Linked DNA regions of Zea mays: all the other regions are linked to region 3. The links are chromatin contacts, called in public Hi-C maps. All regions are on one chromosome and are shown on one strand. The core of a region is the stretch at or near the end of the contact, and the rest is flanking DNA. Distances in the headings are between cores, read along the strand shown.

Region 1 (3,789 bases), core at 1,033-3,532, 160 kb after region 3:
AATGATTCCAAGTAGATGAATGGTAAGGAGTTTTTTCTAGATGAGCCAAGGGGGCCTATCTGTTTAGGAATACCTAGCAAAGTTTAATGACTTGGTCCAGTATGCCCCTAGTTATATGACTACATATGAGATTAGGTGTTTCTATTTTGATTATGGGTCGAATGATGAAATGAGGGCAAAGGTCTTTATCGGTGGTTATACGACTTTCCATGATCTCGTTACTAGAGCCACCATGTTCAATAGTTTTCATATCAATTAGGAAGAAGAGGGAAATGGTTCACACGAAATCTTGAAGCCAACCTCCCAAATTGGTTTGGTTGTTCATCAGGTTGGTTATCATTATGTGCAGACTAGGCAACAACCTCTAGTACTAGTCAGCTACCTCATGGTTTTTGCACCTGTCTTAGCTCAACGCGACATTAACAAGTCCTATGATGCTTCTAGTAATGGTTTGGGACATGTGCTCATATAAGAAGGTTGTATCACTACTTATGCATTTTGCTAGTTGAAGATTCAGAAATTGAATTACACGACTCATGATTTTGGAGTTAGTTGCAGTAATCCATAACTTAATAATATGGAGACACATCTTGTGGGAAATGTCGCCCATGTTTACATGAGCATGTCTTCACTCAATAAGAGCTAAATACAATCCCCACAATCTCTATCTCATTTAAAGCTGCCACATTTAATTTAATTTGTGTATCTTAGGTTATATGCTTGTATTTCTAGTTTAGTTTGCTAGGCTAGTTGAGAGAATTGAAACCTAAGTCATATAACTCTTTTATCGTATAGGTACCACCATACCTATCAAAACTTTTGTTGTATATCTAGATAAATGATTTTATTGTATACATTTTAATTTGACTATGTAAAAACTATAGGCCATAGTTTTAGTAGTTTTTTAGAAAGCCTAATTCAACCTTCTCTTCGGCTTGATGGTTCTTTCATCGGTAACTGGTGAAGCCTACTATAGATGGACAAAGATAAGCCCCCTTTGGTACACTAGTAGAAAAGAGCTCAAAGCTGGCGGTACGTTCAAATTTTCACTAGCAATTTCGGTTATCAGACGTCCGTGAAAAAAAAAACATGTGGGCCGGCTTAAGGAACCGCTAGTGAAAATCTATTTCCACTAACGGTTCTCTTAACACAACCGCGAGTGAAAATGGACTATTTTCACTAGCGGTTGGTGTAACTAAACTGTTAGTGATAATCTAATTTCCACTGGCAGTTTTATTAAAAAAAACTCCATTGGAACGCAATCTCCACTGGCGATTGGTTATTACGAGCACTGGCGGTACCAAAATACGTCAGTATAAATACGTTTTCAACCGCCACTACAGAACTTCTCTGTACTAGTGGTACATTTTGCTCTAGCTCCACCTGATAGATACTGTAGCAGGTAGCAGCACCATTTGCAACTACAGCGTGGAGCTATTTCAGTTCTCGAGGTTCTAAATGAACTACGAAAAGGGTGCAGCAGATTGAAGCTATATAATTTTCAGCTCTTCTAGCTCCAACTCTGCTATCTTATAGTGACCCTACAATGTTGCTACAGTCAAGGATCTGAAGTTGGAGAAGGTTTATGTACCAAAGGTGGCGTAGAAAATATCTATGTTACAGTATGAATGAATTTAAGAGAGTAAGTGTAATTAAGATTAGTACTCCATCCGTTCCAAAATATTAGTCGTTTTGGCTCTTGATTTATATTATGTCTATATTTAAATAGATGATGATAAATCTAGACGTATATATAAAACAAATACATTAATTATTGTATGAATTAACTAAAAAGCTAAAATGGTTTTATTTTGGGATTTTGATTAGTATTGTATAACCAATATTTATCTATAAATTAATATCTAGCATTTGTTACTAATCTAGGGTTGTTGTATTATTAGTTTGGGAGTCAGAAAACCGAAAGGTGGCTTCCAAATTAGCCCTAAAGATTTTTCTAGCCATGGACCCGTGGCACACGGATATTTGAGTACTTGTTTTTTTAACATATAAAGTATTACGTTCGTTCTTGAATATTTATCGTCCGCTAGTTTATTTTTAAATTAAATAGTGACAAATAAAAAAGAACGGAACATTTGTAAGGACGGTGTTAGAGTGAACCCCGGATAAGAGGACATGTGCACTTGACTATGATGCACGTACTCATCGATCGAACCATTACGGTCACACTACTTGTTTTGGATCTGTACACAGTAACATGCACCTCCTACACGTACACAAGACTGTCGTCGTCGCCATCGGACATGCCAGGAATCCTGAGAACTGGAAGTGGACCCGATACTACCTGCATTGATATGTGTGCAACTAGGAGCGGGCGGCAAGGCAGCAAAGGGTTCTACTAGCAGGCAGCAGCCTGTTCCGCAAGACAGCAAAGGGCTTTCGTACAGTCTCTTAGACCAACTCCAGCAGTCTGCCTCTCCGTATCCCTAAAACGCGCGGCCAACACATTCTCTCTCCTCTCCGTATCCGTATCCGTTTCCAGCAACACTCCCCATCCCACTCCGCATGCAGTCTATGACACCTGGGGCCCGCCAGCAGGCGCGCGCGCACGCAGAGAGCTACGGAGAGGAGAGAGAAAGTGTGGAAATGGGGAGCGCAGGGACACGGCGTCCATTTTACGGAGAGGGATGCGGAGCCTGCTGGAGCGCGCAATAGTGCCTCAGACCGTGCAAAATGCGGATGCGGAGTGGGATACGGAGTCTTGCTGGAGTTGGTCTTAGAGCGTCCGCAATGGTTGTTTCTAGCTGATGACTGATGTGCAGCTGAGAGAAAAATAAAAATATAATAATTTATCTTACCATTAATATTAGGTGTTAAACATAATACACTTATGATGTGTTTGATGCGGGATAGCTGGAGACAGGGACGTCCTCTATCATCCTCTCTTATTCCTTTAATTTTAGGAGGCAATCGGAGAGATTATCATGTTTCAACCTTTCATCCTGAACCAAACAACCTTATATAAGTGATCGTCTTATATTCTTATCTCATCTCGTTCTATCATTACAATCAAACGCACACTTAGAGCGTGTTTGGTCTGAGGAATCCCTCAATCCAAAATGAGGTGGTACATCATAAACTCATTCCTCAAATTTGGTGAGATGATCTCATTCCTCATATTAGTACTAACTAACTAACTATGAAGAATGAGATGGTGATAGATCAACTCATTTCATTCCATAAACCAAAAAAAAAGTGAGAAGTGAGAAGATGATGGACTAACTCATTACTCAAACCAAACACCCTATTAGTTTCTTAGAACGCCCTTAACCGTTGCTTTGTATTTAGAATACCGAGCCGGAGTCTTTGTACATTCTCTAATTATTAAATGTGAGCGAGGAAAGCGCACAGAGGTTTTTCTGGGACCGATTTATTTCTAGCAAAGGGGGGCTAACCAAGTTTAGCAATGGCGCGGCCGCACCTAAACGAGACGTCCAGACTGAAGGAGCGAGGGGGAGCCAGCAGCAGGCGGCTGCAGGGGTGACGACGAAGACGACGGGACGAGGCGACCCAGCACGAGAGGACGGATCAATAAAACCAATTGTCCGTTCTCGAATAATTGGCCGCGCGCATATGCATGCATGCATTGAGTGCAGCCAACCAAGCAGGAGCCGACGGATCTAGCTAGCTTGCAGCGCCTAGCTCACAGCTCGGTTGCAGCTACCCGAGCGTAGTCTGCTTCCTGTAGTTAATGACGGCGGAGGAAGGCGACTGTGCCTGCGTGATGGCGCGGTCGGGGTACTTGTACTACCGGCCGCGGTGGGTACGCCG
Region 2 (3,418 bases), core at 209-2,708, 220 kb after region 3:
ATATGATGGTCTGGTCTCAGGCACGATTCATTGGCAACCTATAGATGCCACTCGGTTTCCTACTTTCCTGGATCCTGAAACTCGTGTATCTTCTAGGCCCTAGCTAAAGTTTAGTTCCTATCTCATCAACTATTTAAATATTAATTACAAATATTAAATAAAGACTTAATTAGGTTTAATAAGTCTATTTTATCTTTTAGTCAATATCTGTGTAATTAGTTTTATAATTAGACTAAAACATTCGATGCTAAATAAACTAAACTTTAGTTGGGGCAACCAAACACTCTAAGGCCTCGTTAGTTTTGGCTGGATAAGCCCATTCCGTGCCTCATTCCGGCAGGAACGAATCAGTCCAGTTTAGAATTTGGTCCAGTCTCCTAGAGTTGTTCGTTTAACAAACCCGCCTGATTTTAATTCCCATCCCTCAATCCTCGGCCCGGAACGAGTCCAGGTCACCTACCTTCCGGACTGGTTCCGAATCTGGAAACGAGCTGGTGACAGGAATGAGTGACAACCTATGATTCACTTGATCCTGGGCTGGCTTTGTTACTGACTGGTTTGGATCCTGGCTGCCGAACAGGGAAAGCGCGCTTAGTAGGGAGCCCGAGTGGCGAGAGACAGCGACGGCGAGGAAAAAGACGGACACACGGTTAGATCTCTGATCCCGAGGGGATTTGCGAACATGCTGCTGTCTGCCGGAACGATACGGGCGCAGTGGTTTTTGGGGCGCAAAGCTGCCACCAAAGGGTCCGTTGTTTATTTACGTAGATCTCTGACACGAACCGCAGCGCAGACTATGGAAGCAAGTGAAGGCGCCCTTCCAACCTCCAGGCTCCAGACGAGGACACGGCCGACCAGGCGACTTTCGTTTGCTTCTTGTACCGGCAGTGCTAGGCACTCACCCAGCTCCATCTCCGCCGCCGCTACCTCCGATTCACCTCGGCATGGAGAATCGCCTGCTCACAAGTCACCAGTCACCACCAAACAAATCAAGCCGGCCATCACTCGGCCATCCATGGCGGTGGTCCAGCAGGGCGCATCCTCGTGACACGGCGCCCTGCATGAAAACGAAGCTCGTGTCCCGGCATGTGATCAACACAACGACATGCATGTAATCGCTCTCCCTAGCTAATTGCCTAAATAATCGCTTGGTTTCAAGTACCGGCGGCCGGCATCACACGATCCCACCCGTGCCACTGCCCGCGCCACGGTCGTTGCATGGCGACAGTGACGCGGCCATTTTTAGGCGGCACAACAACCGCTCGCTGGTCCGTTTCTAGCGCCCGCCCGCAGTGTCGCCACGCTCGCGGCTCGCCCAAGGCAGCAAACGAGGGAGGAGCGGTGGATCCGCGGGCGGGCGGGCGGACAGCGGCACGTGGACGGGGATTCCCTGCCCACCTACATAACTGCCTGCCTCTGCCCCTTTTCAGCTTTCGCTGCCACTCGAAACGAGCGTCCACTCCACTGGATCGCTAGCTAGCTAGCTGGCGCAGGCTGTCCTCATGTTCCAAAAGTCTCGTCCCATGTGACTGACCCTCCGGTTCCAATTCCCATCCGTCTCCATGCCCCTCGCTCGTCCTCGCCCCGGCACAAGCTGCCCGCCCGGCTACTGCACAGCACCACTATATATAAAACCAAACTCCAGCAGGCGCCGGCGCCAAATCGCAAGAGCTAGCGAGAGCACGCACTGCTGGCGGCGCGGCTAAGACCGAGAGCCGCCGCGCACATTGTTCGCGCGAGGCCAGCCGCCGGTTGCATTGCATGGCGCAGCAGCTGCCGCCCAGGATCCCGACCGAGGTGCACCACTGGCCCGAGGGGGGCCAGCACGGCGCGGCGGCGGCGTGGGCGGACGACTTCGCCGAGTTCGCGGCGGCGCGGCGGGGCGCGCACCGCAGGTCGCTCAGCGACTCGGTCGCCTTCGTCGAGGTGGCGCCGGCCGACGGCGGGGCCGGCGAGTTCGACCGGCTCGACGACGACCAGCTCCTGTCCATGTTCCCACCCGACGAGGCCGGCGGAGGCGGGTCGTCCGCGGCCGGGTCCGAGAACGGCGGCAGCAGCGACAGCGACGGCGATAAGCGTGGCGCGCGCGGCGGCCCGGCGGGAGGCGCTCCCTCCACCGGCAGTGGCGGCGGCGAGCAGAACGGAGTCGTGGATGCGCAAGCGCCGGCGGCGACTGGAGGACAAGCTGCCGTCGTCGCCTCCACGGAGCTCATCCGGGACCCTAAGAGGGTGAAGAGGTGAGCCCGATCGAACGAGCTAGCACACCATGCGTGCGCCGCCCGTAATTGTGCGCAGGCAAACAATGCGTTTCTCCTGCAGGCGGTAGGTAATCCATCTTGATCTGTGGACTGAAACGCGGCCGGCGGGCTTGAAATTCTGGCAGGATCCTTGCCAACCGGCAGTCGGCTCAGAGGTCGCGGGTGAGGAAGCTGCAGTACATCTCCGAGCTCGAGCGCAGCGTCACAACACTGCAGGTACGTATACACGCACAATTACTATACATAATATCGATAGTACGTATATGAAGCTTCTACGACTGCATTCTTGCTCAGCGTAAATAATCCAATTATATTCTACCTTCAGCGTAAACACTAGCATGCATATAATAATGGACATTGCGCAAGAAATTACTACGTACATACATGTGCAATTGTGCAAGCACGATTTAGCAGCTCTCCGTCAAACGTCCTAGATCGATAAGGACGCGCGCGCATGCATGATGCATTTGCATCCATGCCGTGGAACAAAATGGTCTGAAAAAAAAAACTTCTCTTAGACGATTATGGCGGGAAGCTTCAGCTCGAGATGAGATGTTATTCGGTCTCTGCAAGCCCAGAAATTCTGATAGATTCAGCCATTGTAATAAGGGTACCCTGTTATTAATGTAAAAGAAAAGAAAGATAGAAGGAGCTAGATACACTGTCAAAAAAAGTCGTGTGCACCAACACTAAGCACCACCGCCGATTGTCAAGCCCAGACCTGCAAAACGACCCTACCTCTAGAACGTGCATTCTCACTTGATGCATCAACATCCCCTCACGACCGATATCATAATCCACGGACGTATATAGAGTAACTTCTCTTCGTTTCAGCACATGACATGCGTAGTAGGCGCCAACAGCAGGGGTAGATGGATGGATAGATAGATCGGCATGCAGCGCACAGTCTGGCTAGCATTAGCAATAGCAACAGCGTCGCGAGTGATGCCTTGCCCCCCATGTGCATGCGTGTGAAGGCCGGCCGGCCGGTATGGATCATAGAAGCAAAGCAATAAGGACGCGCTCTCCTAGCTTCTCCCGTGTCCTGTGCTGTGCATGCGCGCGGTACGTACCAAACCCCACGTAGTGCCATGATCCAAGCGCACATGCCTCTGCATCCTGCATGGCCTGGAGGTGGTCCCTGTGTGTCTCTCTCTGCG
Region 3 (3,748 bases), core at 130-2,629:
CCGACTAGTGATTCCCTCAAGAGATCGTAGCAAATTATCAGCATACTTTTTCATGCATTTCTCAACAGCAGAAAGCACATCCTCTTTCCCATAACTTTCTTGTTCATAAGGTTTCACAAATGGCCTCCCCAATCTGCTATCATGAAAATCCTGTTGCAAAAGCACAGGGAGGGCTGAGAATAATGAATACAAGGCAAATATAATCATCACAAGCACATATCAGAGAGACCAAACGCCACCAATTCGCTAATTCATATGAAGACATTGAGCAAGGTAGCCAGCCTGACCAGTAAATAGAGCTGTGTGGACATATGCACGGGAAGCAATTGACCCAGAACATTTGATACAACAGTATGCACATAATACCAAGGCAACGACCCTTGGAAAAGAACCATCCTAAAATTTACAACAGTGCACCTTATTAAGCGCAAAGTATCAGTACATATGGATTTCTTTTTCCTAGTTCATCAATAATAGAAACATTGGATATTCCCTAAAAATATACCCTCAAAAGTTCCAAGTTTGCAACCTAGCATCGAGACTTTTTGAGAGAACAATAGCTTCTGCAGGGTCTGAATTCTCAAAGATAAGTATATGCCAAAACTTATACAAATAATGCAATCCACATTACAAGGCATGCAGAGTCATGTTTCCATAAGCATACACCTAATTCCTCAACATAACTCAGGTAAAACAAACATAGCCACCATTAATCATTGTTTCACAATGGGATTATTTAATATGGAAGAGGGCCAAAAGGGTAATATCATAGCATCTCCTGTTTAAAACAACATGGCTCTCATGTCACGACAGCAAGACCACACAGAGTAGTTCGGTTTAAACCTAACATGAAGTGGAAAGGTTGACTCTCTGTTGGCTAAATTGCAAACCCCTGATAATCTGAAAGCATCGCAGATAGCCAGATATATAACTAGAGTGACACGATTTTGCACAAAGGCAAATGATAAAAACTATGAGAAGTCATTTATGAATTAAGAAGACAGTTGATGAGTCAGAAAATTAAGCCATGCACAAATTACATGCAAACCCACAAAACGTTCCATCTGAATCAGTTAAATAAGAAAGCGAACTTGTTTAGGTCAGTTTCATTTGTCCTGGCTAGAAATTACCAATCCAGCATAAGGATTCGACGAAAAAATGATACCCAACCATAGAACCAAAATCGACCCTAAGGCAACGCGCCGCTGTAGGGACAGATCAGAGAAGGAAAAAAAGTGGATTAAGCGTACGGGCGCACTGTCGGCCGGATCGGGGCGCTTGGGCTCGGACGAGGCGGCGAAGTCATCGTAGGAGCAGAGCACGTCGTCGGCGCCGAAGTCGAAGCTGCGGGAACCGCCGCCCGCGGGGGCGCCGGGGACGGACATCGCCGGTCTAGGGTTTTTCCCGGGCGGCAGGTTGCTTGTGTGGAGGAAAAAGGGAAAGGAAAACGGGAGGGGGAGGAGGGGAAAGGGAAGGAACAGAGGAAGCAGAGAGATTAGCGTGAAGGAATTAGGATGACGTCTTAGACGGTTTGGCCTGTGCTACCGCCCGCCGTGAAGAGATTAGCAGAAAGGCTTCTCGCCGTCTCGAGTCTCGACTCGGGACGAAAGTTCCAAGACCTACCGCGTGTTGACTTGGCCCTATGAACGATCTGATCTTTTTAGGTTCATGTTTCTTTGGGCCGAAGGCAAATATAATGCTCCCTCCGTTCTTTGACTTTTTTAGACCGAATTTAATCGGTTTGTCTTATTTAAAATATTTGTGGAAATATAAAAGTTTTAGTTCATAGTTAAAGTATATAGTATGCTAAACTAAATCATAATAAAAATAAATAATAATTATAATTCTTTAATAAAACGAGTCAGTCAAACTTGATAAAAAAATTAAAGACATTCTTTATGAGATAGAGGTAGTAGTACTTTCTTCCTTCTAAAATATGGTTTTTTCTAGCTTTTTTTTCTTTCATCCATATTCAAATGAGTGATAATAAATATAGATATCCATATAAACTATATTTATAAATTAATCAATGTGTGTATTGAGTGTATTTTTAATTTAAAACGAATTATATTTTAAGACAGACAGAGTAATAAGACGATGGACATGTTAGATTTATGGTGACGTGAAAAAGATATAGAGCAAATAAATTGGGTTAGGGCTGGACAAATTACTCGTGACTCGTTGGCTCGCTCGACTCGTGGTCAATTCGGCTCGACTCGGCTCTGGCTCGTTTCAATTTTGTCACGAGCTGAGTTAGCATCTCAGCTCGGTTTGTTAACGAGCCAGCTCGAGCCAAGCTTGAGCCAGCTCGTTAGCTCGAGCGATTATTTGTTAGAAAAAACAAAGCCTACACTTGTGTTGGATATAAGTGATGAGCTTTGTTAATTTAGTGCTGGATTGATGTGATATGTGAAATTATGAGTATTATTACTTTTTTCTAGTGTTAAATTGATTTAGAACTAATTAGTAATTGATTATATTATTTTAATAATATGTATATTGTTTTTTATTGTGGCTCGCAAGCTAAACGAGCTAGCTCGAACCTTGCAAACAAGCCGAGTCGAGCTACCTTAACGAGCCAGCTTGAGCTCCATCGAACCGAGCCGAGCCGAGCCGAGCTGGCTTGATATCTAACCCTAAATCAGGTTGCTAAGTCGACAATTTATAAAAGGAGATAGATCCATTATTAAATGTAATTATATGACTAGACTTTTAGAGCCTGTTTGAGAACCTTGTTTTTCAATACCATAGTTTACCATGGTATATTTTATATCAATCTAATCTAACACCAGTTTTGAGATAGCTTTTTTGTTGTAACATAGGGGATTGGAGAAAAGACAAGACCGCAACCATGCGACAGCTAGGGATGGAAACAAGCACATTTTACCTACGTGCCCGCGGGTAAAAACCCTACAGGGCGGACCCATCTTGAGATGGTCATTACACGCTGAGCATGAGTCCATTTAGTGCCAGAGACTGGCATAGTCTTGGGTGGTGATCCTCTGAGTGAGTCATCTTCTAAGGGCTTGATCCTTGATATGCATGCACCCCCCTCGGAAAGCCTCTCAAGGTCTCTTTGAGAGGAGGGCCGCCTTCCACTAACATAGTCGGCGCGGGGAAGGAGGCCGTTGAGCTACAAACGAGTTATTCAATTGAGATCCGACCATCCTCCAGTAGGGTCAGGTCTCGATGAGTGGTCCCACTGGAGGGCTCAACACGTTAGGGGCATCTCATTGAGTCCTTACTTATTAGATCTTGTATCGGCCCTTTTGTCGGTCTGACCGACCAAAGAAGAGCCTCGTGGCCACTCCACCAGTCGAATTACTGTAGGAGAATGTGAAGTACAACCTTGGACGTGGGCACGAGCAAATGGCCTATGGGCCGGTCACCTAGCTTGCAGCTCACTGTGAGCTTGCTCGGTCGACCCCTCGCTCTACGTGAGAAGTTGGGGCGAGTTTCAGTTTTTACCTGGTCAACATGTGGTAGTTACTGCGGCGGCGTAGTAAAAGAGGTGGCCATCACGACGCCATTTGGAGGGGTGCCTTGATGGGACATGAAACAGTCCGTTCACCGTATTGTGCGCAGGTGGAGTGATGGGGTGGTTTAGCAGCCTCACCATTACTGGTGTATCCCTTCCGTTGTGCCCCCCTAGCGCTCTATCCTAGGCAGTGTGAAACCTGCAAGGCATACAATCTTCCATGCTCGGGGCCCGATGCTATTGCGGTCGAAACGGCGGAGGTGCTTGGAG

The links. Hi-C and Micro-C count contacts between places; a contact is called where the count stands out from the background.
Region 1: a contact with region 3 is called in a Hi-C map of tassel, with 2.3 times the contacts expected there. The contact joins the enhancer-like site here to the promoter of LOC100383096 in region 3. A contact is called at or near these places in 5 of 25 Hi-C or Micro-C datasets (bundle sheath, ear, leaf and 2 more).
Region 2: a Hi-C map of tassel shows a contact between it and region 3, with 2.8 times the contacts expected there. The contact joins the promoter of LOC103636641 here to the promoter of LOC100383096 in region 3. A contact is called at or near these places in 8 of 25 Hi-C or Micro-C datasets (bundle sheath, ear, endosperm and 2 more) and 1 of 3 datasets of contacts at active chromatin or transcription factors (seedling).

What each region holds. Positions count from the first base shown.
Region 1 is chr8:180,483,769-180,487,557 of Zm-B73-REFERENCE-NAM-5.0, reverse strand. No RefSeq gene overlaps it. Among protein-coding and RNA genes, the nearest start is that of LOC103636642, 12 kb to the right of the region's middle. Within about 2 kb of position 2,282, at least 11 of the 20 cell types and tissues checked have an H3K27ac peak or open chromatin away from gene starts, as enhancers often do. A contact at or near this core is called in ear and tassel, where this site is marked.
Region 2 is chr8:180,419,853-180,423,270 of Zm-B73-REFERENCE-NAM-5.0, reverse strand. LOC103636641 (basic leucine zipper 6) reads left to right here and starts at 1,458. Exons shown (of 4, transcript XM_008658997.4): 1 at 1,458-2,237; 2 at 2,384-2,474. The coding sequence starts at 1,762.
Region 3 is chr8:180,642,522-180,646,269 of Zm-B73-REFERENCE-NAM-5.0, reverse strand. LOC100383096 (Putative DUF1421 domain family protein) reads right to left here and starts at 1,379. Exons shown (of 3, transcript NM_001175767.1): 1 at 1,251-1,379; 2 at 1-150. The coding sequence starts at 54.